2 separate regions of the Zea mays genome follow, and region 1 is linked to region 2. Evidence: chromatin contacts called from public Hi-C data. All regions are on one chromosome and are shown on one strand. The core of a region is the stretch at or near the end of the contact, and the rest is flanking DNA. Distances in the headings are between cores, read along the strand shown.

The links. A called contact is a pair of places that touch in the nucleus more often than the background predicts.
Region 1: a contact with region 2 is called in a Hi-C map of tassel, with 3 times the contacts expected there. The contact joins the promoter of LOC100283413 here to the promoter of LOC103639131 in region 2. A contact is called at or near these places in 6 of 25 Hi-C or Micro-C datasets (bundle sheath, ear, endosperm and 2 more).

The regions. Positions count from the first base shown.
Region 1 is chr9:134,999,196-135,004,810 of Zm-B73-REFERENCE-NAM-5.0, forward strand. It overlaps LOC100283413 (putative E3 ubiquitin-protein ligase RHC1A), which reads left to right and starts at 1,948. Exons shown (of 1, transcript NM_001156314.1): 1 at 1,948-3,713. The coding sequence starts at 2,690. The coding sequence ends at 3,568.
Region 2 is chr9:134,821,640-134,827,854 of Zm-B73-REFERENCE-NAM-5.0, forward strand. LOC103639131 (nucleolar protein 56) reads left to right here and starts at 4,450. Exons shown (of 9, transcript XM_008661927.3): 1 at 4,450-4,757; 2 at 4,854-5,068; 3 at 5,384-5,541; 4 at 5,708-5,895; 5 at 5,984-6,215. The coding sequence starts at 4,553. It overlaps LOC100382867, which reads right to left and starts at 3,011. Exons shown (of 5, transcript NM_001175561.1): 1 at 2,749-3,011; 2 at 2,469-2,652; 3 at 1,649-1,741. The coding sequence starts at 2,564.

The DNA of each region.
Region 1 (5,615 bases), core at 698-3,197, 180 kb after region 2:
GCTTCGGGTTTTTGGAGAGCCACTCCGCTATAATTCACCGGACTGTCCGGTGTGCCAAGCGGAGCAACGGCTACTATGCCAACGGTCGTCTGCAAAAGTGAACAGTGAACGTGAACAGTGCACGGACAGCGTGCGTAGAGTCAGAGCAGCGCCAGAAGGCGCACCGAACAGTGAACAGTGACTGTCCGATGTGACACCGGACTGTCCGTTGCCCCAATCTATCAGAGCTCCAACGGTCGAACCCTAACGGTTGGGTGACGTGGCTGGCGCACCAGACAGTATCCGGTGGCGCACCGGACTGTACGGTGCGCCCATCGACAGACAGCCTCCCCAACGGCCATTTTGGTGGGTGGGGCTATAAATACCCCCAACCACCACACTTCAAGGCATCCAAGTTTTCAGCCATTGCATTCAATACAAGAGCTCTAGACTTCACTCCAAGACACAAAACAAAAGATCAAATCCTCTACAAGTCCCAAACTCATTCCAAAGACTTAGTGGCTTGTGAGAGAGAGACACCTGTGTTCATTTGAGTTCTTGTCGCTTGGATCGCTTTTCTTATTCCTCCATTCTTGTTCTCAAGCAACTTGTAATCAAGCAAGAGACACCAAGTTCTGGTGGTCCTTGTAAGGGGTCTAAATGACCCGTTGATTAAGGAGAAAAGCTCACTCGGTCTAGGTGACCGTTTGAGAGAGAGGGAAAGGGTTGAAAGAGACCTGGTCTTTGTGACCACCTCAACGGAGAGTATGTTTACAAGAACCGAACCTCGATAAAACAAATTACCGTGTCATCCGCTTTATTTGCTTGTGATTTGTTTTCGCCCTTTTTCTTTCGGACTCGACCTTATTTCTAACGCTAATCCCGTCTTATAGTTGTGCTTAAAGTTTATAAATTTCAGATTTGTCTATTCACCCCCGGCGACTTTCAAAAAGTTAACATATTTTCAATTTCATTGTTATATATCAAAGACGCCACATTTACCACTTCCTTGGTTAAAACATACTCAAATCTACACTACAAGATTAAAGAGAACACATTCCAAGGACGCATTTCTGTTTTTTTACATTACCAACTAATTTTTTAGAGTTATTCACGTCTACAAGAATTTGAACGGTTCTATTTACATCATACAACAAAGTACTTGGTATTTATTATGAACGTACGAACGTACAACAAAGGTAGTAGACTAGTAATAGTGAGTACTGTGGTTCCTTTATAGGGAGTATATTGTAGAAGGGTCCACACAGAAGAGACGGAAAGCATAACTGTGGCCTGTGCCACGACACGAGTCCCGGCACATTGACGCAGCACCACGTGACAGGACGTCCCCATCCGTCCGTCCGTTCATCCAGCAGACGGCCGATCCAGCGTCGTTTCGCGCGGCCCACGGAACATTAGCGCTGGGCCCCACCCAAAGCCTTTCCAGCTCCATCTGACCTGAGCCGTCTCCTCCGCAGCTCAGCTCCAGCTCCAGGGCAGGGTCTACGGGCCATGTCGGCGGGGCGCGCGGCATACTAGTCCCGCGCCCTCCCGGGCCCGGCCACTAGTGGAAGCATCTCGCTGAAAGCAAGGGGGCGCGCGCCCCCGGGCTCGGGACACGAGGGGGCATCCCATCGATGCCTTGCTGGGACGGCCTGCCGCTGCCGTGTGGACCCACGCGAGGGGGACAGCGACTGTGTAGCACCGTGGGCGGGGTGGGCCCCAGCGGAGTCAAGCGGGTGTAAATTGCAGCCTCTGCTCTGGCGGCCCCCGTGCTTTCATCATTCCGCTCCCCACACCCCTGTTCGTGGCGGCCTCCGCCCCTCCCTCTCAGGCTCTCACCACCGTCTGCTGGTGGTTGCCGCGGCGCCGCTCCTCCCTCGTGGTGGCGGTGGAGGACTACGGTCGGGGATCGACGGCTTCTTCGTCCGTTGGGTAAGTAATCTGTGCCATCCGGGCTGTGGATTACCGTGTTCCGAGCCGCAGCTTTGGTCCCCACTCGGATCCAAACATTTCTTCCCCCGTTCATTCAGTTTGTTGTGGCCTGTGGGGTTTCGCTTGCCACGTGGTGCCCCACGAATCCAACCCGAGCCGTGATTGCGTCTGCGGTTAGTTTAGGTTTTTCGTAGCGCTGTTCTTCAGTGCGCGAGATCGATCTAAGATGTTGGTAGGCGCACCCGCGCGGTATTAACCTGTTGGTGCCCAATTAAGGTGGAGGACTAGAAGGCTATCCTCGTATGGATCCTCTTGCCTCTCCCGTCTTCTTTCGCTGCCTTCCTATTGAAGAAACTAATTCTGGGAAGAAAGGCATGGGTGGGAGAAAAGCTTTAGCAGTTTCTGTTGTCTGAGGCAAAGTTTAACGATTTCGATCGTTCAAGTTCACATCTTGGTCCTCTAGGACTAGGAACAGCTTCGCAGAAATTCGCATAGTTATGTATGAATAATCTTTTCACTGCAAAGAGAAGTATTATAGGTACTTATCTGGAAAGTTTTTGGCACTCAATTAAGTCTTCTTGGTTTAGATTTTATATAGTTCTGATCATATGGCTTCTTATCAGCATACTTGTCTTGGGTGGTCTAGTTGGATCATGTAAGTTGTGTTTCAAATTTTATATGGCTATCTGTCTAGTGGAGCTCTGTGCTCAGATCTTGGAAACGTTGCCGGTTTTGCAGTTGGCAGGCGAGGCGATACATCAACCAACCAAAAGAAATGTCAGCTGGCAGGCAAGCATACTGGTGTTACCAGTGCCGACAGAGGGTGAGGCCACGGGGCCGGGAGATGGTTTGTCCCTACTGCGATTCTGGGTTTGTGGCTGAAATGGATGATGTAGATGCTCTCATGAGCCACTTCGTTGGGACGGATCCTGATTTCCATCGCGACCCACGGTTCGGGATCATGGAGGCGATCTCCGCCGTGATGCGGCATGGTATGGCAGGGATGAACCGGGAGGTTGATGTCAGAGGGAGGCCGAACTTCTTTTCAGACCTGGAGATGGAGTTCGGTTCAGGGCCATGGCTGCTCTTCCGTGGCCAGCTCCCCGGCCACCTCACCGAGGACAACGGTTTCGATGTTTTCGTCAATGGACGACGTGGCGGCGGCGGCGGCGGCGGCGGCATGAGGAGGGCCAACATCGCGGACTACTTCGTTGGCCCTGGACTGGATGATCTTATCGAGCAGTTGACCCAGAATGATCGCCGAGGACCACCACCTGCTGCACAGTCCTCGATCGACGCTATGCCCACAGTGAAGATCACCCAGAGGCATCTCAGTGGGGACTCGCACTGCCCTATCTGCAAGGAGAAGTTCGAGATGGGATCCGAAGAAGCAAGAGAGATGCCATGCAAGCACCTGTACCACTCCGACTGCATAGTTCCTTGGTTAGAGCAGCACAATTCCTGCCCCGTTTGCCGTTACGAGCTCCCGCCACAGGGCTCTGCCACCGGTGCTAGCTGCTCGCGCGCGAGATCAACCGACCAGAGCCAGAGCTCAAGTAGTTCAAGCAGCAGCGGGAGAACCAGTGGGCGTCAAAGGAGAAGGAACCCGTTCTCGTTCCTGTGGCCTTTCCGCTCATCAAGTAGTTCTCGCTAGATTAGCCTCTGGTAATCTTTGCTCAGGTTCGAAATACTGTTTGTTTTTTTGGGTCAAATACGCTGGTCTAATGGGCTTTAATGTGGTGGGATCTCAATCTGTACTGTATGGTTTGTTAATGATCGCCACACGATGCTTCTCCTTGCAAGTATATTATTATTACCACGGTATCATCACAGGCACTTGGTTTTGTTTACTTGTTTGTGAGCTTGCAAACAATTAGTATAAGCCTGATTAATGGATGTTCGGCTTCTTTTTAAAAGAGGCTAAAGTTATGATCGCCCATGTTCGGCTGATTGTTTGTTGCGACTGTACAAATAATTACTCGCAAAGCTGTCAGTTACCGAAAAAGATAAAGATGGACGACTGTGACCGTTCCTTCACCACCCGCTCTAGGAGCAGTGGAGCACAGCTTGGCTAGCATGTCCGTGCTTTCATTTTTGAAAGATTTTGTGCTGTGGTATGAGAATAAATACATGGACATGATTGGCTGGAAAATTACTCACAGTGGAGCCAATGCACTTTGGCTGGTTCATCTGCCTGCTACCTCCTGGCTTCGCTTGGCTAGCTGTTGCTCTGTTTTCACCTCGTGGCACCTTGTGTATGCCGACCTCTTCATTAATGATTAAGCCAATGGCAAGCATTTCTACGGATCTTATATTGCATAGGGCGTTGGTGTCCATTTCTGTATTGAGCCATTTGCAATTCATCACTGAACTGTTTTGTTAGAAACTTGCGTTGATTATGACAATGGCAAGCTGTTTTGCAATGCAGTTGGTGCTTCTTTCCTGTCGGCTAGTTTGGGAGTAAAAAAACCGAATAGGATTGGAGACACTAAAATCCTTTTTATTCAAAATAGAATTCAAAATAGAATAAGTAAGTGATTTTAGCCTCTCTAATCCTCTCCGGTTTTACATGTATATTCTTATCCCACATGGTAGCAGGCCGTTAGACTACCGGTCGGTGTCTTCCTGTCCACGGTCTCGCTAGAGTTTATCTCCAGCTGGACTTTCGCCAGCATGTGCTGTCGTCGTGATGTGGTGGCGTGAGGCAACCCTGAACTTGGAGCCATTGGGCAGGGCAGCTGATGGAGGACGCACACGCACGAATGAGAATGGTTCCATGGCGTGCATGGCTGTTCGCTTCGTTATCTGCTGCAGCTGTAATACACACAGATAAAAACAACATAGAATCAGTAGAAAATGGTACAGATTAAAGCCAAATGAATAGACTGATTCGTCGCGGTTCGCTGGTGCTTTGCCAGTTGCCCGGTCATTGTCCTTAGCATTCCTGCGAAACTTCCGGCGTTTTGTTGCCATCGCCCCCGGTGGGAGACTGGTTGTGGTGACCACGAGAGCAGAACACGTTGCTGTCCAGCCACTTTTTTTAAGGGCATGTTCGATTTCATCTTACTCCCTTCGGTTTCCTATTAGTTATCGTTTAGGACAACGACACAGTCTCCAAAATATAACTTTGACCAATGTTTTTTGTTAAAATACAAATGAACTCTTAATACATTTATACTTTTATAAAATTACTTTTTATGATAAATTGGCACATATAAATATTAGGTTCCAAAACTAAATAACAAAATAGTTATTTGTAGTCAAAATTTTATAAGTTTGACTCGAACCTTATCCAAAACGACAACTAATAGGAAACCGGAGGGAGTAATTCATATGAATTAGAGAGAGGATTTGGTGGGTTTTTTAAATTCATAGTAAGTTAAAATCTTTATTTTTTTCTAAATCTCATCCAATTCATATGACAATTCATAAGACGTAGGAATAACCGAATAAGATTTAACTGAAGCACGACGATCCCTTCGCTTCGGATAGCTGTTCAAATTTGGTGTAGCTGTAATTTATAGAGACAAAACACGGTACAATCAATAAAGGTCGATTTGGACTAAAACCAAGCTAATAAGCATGGTTCATGGGATCAGAGGAGCAGAGCGTTTGCAGCGCCACCAGTGTTGCAGGCGCGGAAGGCCGGAAGCCGTGTCTACGCTCTGTGGCCATGCGTGGCGAGCGACCAGTGGAGATTA
Region 2 (6,215 bases), core at 3,200-5,699:
AAGGTGAGAGGGGGCCACTGACAGCGGCAGTAGTGGAGTTGAAGCACGGGCCCGAGGTGTTAGTGGCATAGGTTGCCACTCAGCTCGTGGATTAGAGGGGAATTTGGGCCGGTCGCGGACCACACGGGCGCGAAAAGGGGAAGGCCACCTTGGCCACGCGGGTGCGTGATATTGGGCCAGGAAATATTTTCTGTCCGAAAAGCTGATAGGCTCTTTTCTTTTTAATATCTTTTCTGTTTTCTTTTGTATTTCAATTTTCAACTTGTTATTAAATTTCAAATTTCAAACTTAAATGCACAAACATAGGTCCAGCTTGGAATGCTAATATTTAAATTATATTTATTAATTACTTTGTTAATTTATTAGGCCATGCTTTAAATATGAACTATATACTACTCTTTATAGAAAATAGTATTTTGACTGTGTGATAAAATTGTAAGTTTCTTCAAACATTAATATCCATCAACCATTTAGTTTGAAGGAACTTAATGCATAGAGAAATATTTTATATATAGCCTTAGAAGGGGTCAATCCATTCTAATAAATTGAAGCTATTTTCATTATTTCTTGAAATTTGTAACTGAACTTATGTTTTTATTTTATTTTAATTGTCATAAAAAAATTCCATATTATAATTATTTATTAGGACACTTTCCTTTGATTTCTTTTACTAATCTCAAAAGTCATGATTTTGGGTGTTACATAAATTCCAACCAAATAGGTAGTTCAATTTAGAATCACATCATGCTTTTATAGAATCTACTAGTGTACTGGGCGCGCCCATGCGCGCTTGTTAGGTCCTTTAACATGTTTTAATGTAAAGAAAGTATACATGAATATGTATATAAAACATGAATGGTGGATTTTTTTTAAACAGTGGAGCATTTGGGAAAATAAACTTGAGTGTACTTTCAGAAATTATATAGGTATACCCGCTCTGGTAGAAGATGCAGCCCATGAAAAGGGATGGGCAATGGTTCAAAGCGCCAAAGAAACTTGCAATATTAGGAATAAGTAAATCAAGTTTCATAGTGTCTATCTCATTGTGTGATGGGAATATAGAAAAGTAACATTGTGTATGTATTTAAATATGTGTGAAGGGACATCATAAATAAATCAGGTATGTTTCTTTTTTAAGGTGCATACATAGTTTATGAAAATGTGCAACGAAATGCATTGGTCATTATTATATTAGTATTTGAAGTCTTGATTGGAACACAATAGAGTAATTTGGGTAATCTTTAGTAGCTAAAGTTATATCCACGTTTATGTCTGTCTACCATTACAGTATGAAAAGGTTTGTTGAATGTTGCTTTAGTGAGTATAGCACAAAGTTTCTGTGGAAAGGCAACTGCAAAAAGTTGCTAATATGGAGGTAAATCAATAATCAGGTGGAGGGGGAGGGGTGTTGTACTGTTAGCTCAATGTACCTATTTTATTATAAATAGTCTAACAAAGTCAGCAATGTTTTTATTTCCCTGGTTTCTCAAGTTCAGTATCTCTGAAAGTCCAAACGGTAACCCTGGTTGTTTTAGCAGCGAGTAATTTTGCAAGTGGAATATAGATCAATCTGAAGCTATGCATCTGTGTGAATTGTGCCAGAGGAAACATATTCAGTTATTTGGGTTCAGCAAGATGGGGTATAAACCTTATCAAGTTGGAAAGTAAGGCTGTTTCCGCTCTCCAAAGAGATGAGTAGTCCGCCGCTACATTTCTGATAAGATCCCTCCAACCAGTTTGCCTAAAAAATTATCAGATTACAATTTGTAAATAGAAAGGTTATACAATACTACGTTTCTCATAATTACCAAACTGGAAAGTTCGGTATCTGATCGAGAAAGATTTAGAGATTCATCTGAATGAATGACAATTAAACCATCCTTATCTACAAAGTAAATAACAGATAAAAAGAGTATGTCAAGGTGGGGCCATTTTATCACCAAGTTTTGTTTGCAAAAAAACATTTTGTGCCATCTTACACTTCCCTGGTTGATTCTCTCAGGATAAGAAAAATATTTAGAGACAAAAAATGGTTTGACACTAAGGATACTGAGAAAGCAAAAAAAAAATGGGGAAAAAGAAAGGAGTGTTCGTTCCCCACTTATGATAATTCCAAGCATATATGCATGTATATATGTGCATAAAATGTAATTTATGGAATAGAAAAATATGCACTTTTCAAATATTCTACGTGATATCATTTAGGAACGTCAACTATATATCATCAACCTATACCATTTTTTTGTTACTTATTACATATCCTGTAATGCTCTTGTAAAGAAGACAAGCATAGCAAATAAAATTCTTGTAGACATTTCGTCGAGCACTTTACCATCACACAGAAGCGGTGCATATCCTGTAATGGTCTCGTAGAGAAGGCAAAGAAGGTAATCATAGCAAATAGAACTCATGTAGACATTTCGTCAAGCACTTGATAGGTAGCGGTGCAGATGGGAGTGTGGCCTGACCTGATCTTCTTGATGAGGAACTTGTGGAGCTTCTTGCATGATCCACACAAGGCCCTCCACCGTTGACATGAGGATGACGCCCTGGAGCAGCAACATCGCGAGGAGCGCTAGGACGACGACGTGAGTTCCATGGTCACGATCTCCAGCAACAGCGGGCAGAACCAGCAACGATGGGTGATGAGGGCTGCAGTGAGAGGAGGAAGAGAGAGGGAGGTAGGTTAGCCGGTGATGAGGGTTGCAGTGAGAGGAGGAAGAGAGAAGGAAGTAGGTTAGCAACGACCGTGATGAGGCCTGCGGTGAGAGGAGGAAGGGAGAGGGAGTTACAGCCGCGGGAGGGTGGCACGAGCGGCGACGAACATGAACGGAGTGAAGTTACGAAGAGGCCGTGACTATCTGGTGGCAATGGGTCCGGCAACAACTACGACGCCATGGTGAGCAACGGAGAAGGTGTTGAGCAGGGATGGTTCTGGATGGGGACGCGGCACGTCCGTTCAGCATCATCGGCGGCGACGGCGGCACCTCATTTAAGGTTGTGCTACGACCTTCTATCATTATGGTGGGAAGACTCCAGAAGCGTCATGACAATGGGAGTTGTTGAGGCAGCCAGGCCGATTATGCCCGTCCGATGTCAATCTAACGACATTTAGAAAACGTGATGACGTGGATTGCTAGTAGACGCCGTTTCCATCCTGCTTTAATATATAGGAAATAACCACACAAATTGTTATACCCGGATTTAAACGTTAAAACCATGTGGATCTCATAGGTGCACCAACAAAGAACAACACATATAATGACCAAGTGTATAGAGATAAATGTCACACATATTATTATTATTACATAGCGGAAATTTTACAAAAATAAATGATAACAATAAAGCAAACTAATAATTATTCTTTGGCGCCATAAGTTGGCTGGGAGATGCCACCTAAATTAGCTCATACTCCTCATTGTAGACCTCCTACTGGGCTACCTGCTCTTCACCTGTGCGGGGTTTACATATCGCAAGAGTGAGCTCACAAAAGATCATAGCTCAACAAATCGTGGAGAATAATGTGCATGAACTCACCAAATGTGTGAGTTCATGTAAAGTGTAAGGCTGATCAACAAATAATGGTTAAATACGAGTATTGCTTTTAATAAGTTGGTCAGATTTTATTAGCAGTTACTAAATGTAAGTATATACCAAATCTGAGTAATAATAGATTAAATTAGTAATAAAATCATATTACGATATAAACGAACAATTAAATTTAATTCTACGAGTTACTAATGTGAGTGTCTGCGCTGGTGAGTGTGGTGACGACTAGGGATGGCAACGGATTTAAAACCCGTGGGTATAGAGATTACAAACCCGTACCCGCGAGATTAATGTTAAACCCGTACCCGCACCCGCTACCCGCGACGGGTAGCGTATGTTACCCAAACCCGCTACCCGCGGGTTTATGGCACCCGCGGGTACACCCGCGGGCACAATACCCACAAGTTGTCATATTATATATATACATACATATACATATATATATAAATATATATACATACATACATACACATACATATATACATACATATATATACATATACATACATATATATATATATACATATACATACATATATACATATATATACACACGCGCGGGGGTATGCGGGTTTGCGGGCACGAGTACAACATTTTCATACCCACGAGAAAAAACCCGTCGGGTTGAGAATCAAACCCGTACCCGTACCCACGGGTACAAACTCACACCCAAATCCGCACCCTATAGGGTTTTTACCCGCGGGCACGCGGGTAAAATATGCCCGTTGCCATCCCTAGTGACGACTGACGAGTGCGGCGTGACTCGCTCGTATGCATGAGGCATGCGAGCCTTCTGTGTGCTGGGCTTCGCACAATTTAAGGGTGCGCGAAAATTTGGCCCACATCTTAGGGTGTGAATGAAAAAAAGGTAACTCCGCCGGCCCACAAGAGCCCAGCCTGAGCCCATAAATCTTGCCCCCGCTGCCGCGCGCCAACACCGTCACTCTTGTTGATCCTAAAACCCTAACCCCTAGCCAGCGCTCCGCCGCCATCCGCCGGCGAGATGGCGTTGTACCTGCTGTTCGAGTCGGCCTCCGGCTACGGCCTATTCCATGCGTACGGTATCGATGAGATCGGGCAGAGCGTTGAGGCCGTGCGCTCCTCCGTGCTGGACCTCGACCGCTTCGGCAAGGCCGTCAAGCTCACTGCCTTCAATCCTTTCTCCTCTGCCGTCGACGCGCTCAACCAGTGCAACGCTATCTCTGAAGGTTGGCTCCTTCCCCACCTAAACACGCAGGCTCGCTGCGAGATGATTTTGTTCTGACTTCTGACCCGGGCTCTGGCGCTTCCTTTCCCGTGGCCAGGAATCATGACCGATGAGTTGAGGAGCTTCCTGGAGCTGAACCTGCCGAAGCCTAAGGAGGGGAAGAAGGCCAAATACAGCCTCGGCGTTGTCGAGCCCAAGGTCGGCTCCCACATCTCCGAGGTCACCGGCATCCCCTGTCAGAGCAACGAGTTCGTCCAGGAGCTGCTCCGCGGTGTCCGCCTCCACTTCGACCGTTTCATCAACGAGCTTAAGGTGTCGCCTTTTTTTCCCATTCTATTGTGCATTGTAAGTTTCCCGTGTGGCTCAAAGATGCGCGAATTTGACTGTGAGGCCTTGCCAGCTAGTATTTCGTATAGCATATCATAGGCCTTTTTTCTTTGTAGAGCTGGATGCCTGGTGTGTTACTTGGTTTCCCGATCATCCGATGTTGGTTGTCTCACATTTGTATGAATCTGCGATGCTTTGCCTGATGAGCTTACGCATTGCTTTTTATATGCCTAAATTGTTGTAAAGCTAAACGCCTGCTGTGCTTAATTTGGCTTTACCATGTGTCCATGTTGATTGTAGGATTCTGACTTGGAGAAGGCCCAACTTGGCCTGGGGCATAGCTACAGCAGGGCTAAGGTGAAGTTCAATGTGAATCGTGTTGATAACATGGTGATCCAAGCAATATTTCTGCTGGATACACTTGACAAGGACATCAATTCCTTCTCCATGAGAGTCAGGTACTGTCCTTGTTCATGTTCTCATATAATTGTTTATGGTTAACTTCTTATAAGCGTAATAGGCCGTATTTATAGACAGTCTGCTCTGATAGAAAACTCTGATAATATGAATATGCAAATATTCCTTATTATGATTATTTATTGCTTTCTCAATAAAACATTGCAGGGAATGGTTCTCATGGCACTTCCCTGAGCTTGTCAAGATTGTGAATGACAATTACCTTTATGCCAAGCTTGCTAAGTTTATTGTGAACAAATCTGATTTGGCGGAAAAAGATATCCCAGCTTTGGCTGATATAGTTGGTGATGAGGACAAGGCTAAAGAAATTGTTGAAGCAGCAAAGGCTTCAATGGGTAATGGGATATGATGCAGTTACTTTAGTTTGACTATCATGATTGTAGTAAATGTTCTTATGCTTTGTTTTTTCTTGTTTGTTTTCAGGCCAGGATCTGTCACCAGTTGATTTGATCAATGTCCAGCAATTTGCCCAAAGGGTTATGAATCTCTCTGAGTATCGCAAAAACCTTTATGAATATCTCGTGACTAAGATGAATGATATTGCGCCCAACCTGACATCATTGATTGGTGAAGTAGTTGGAGCTCGCCTAATCTCTCATGCTGGCAGTCTTTCAAACCTTGCCAAGTGTGCAGCTTCCACCCTTCAAATACTTGG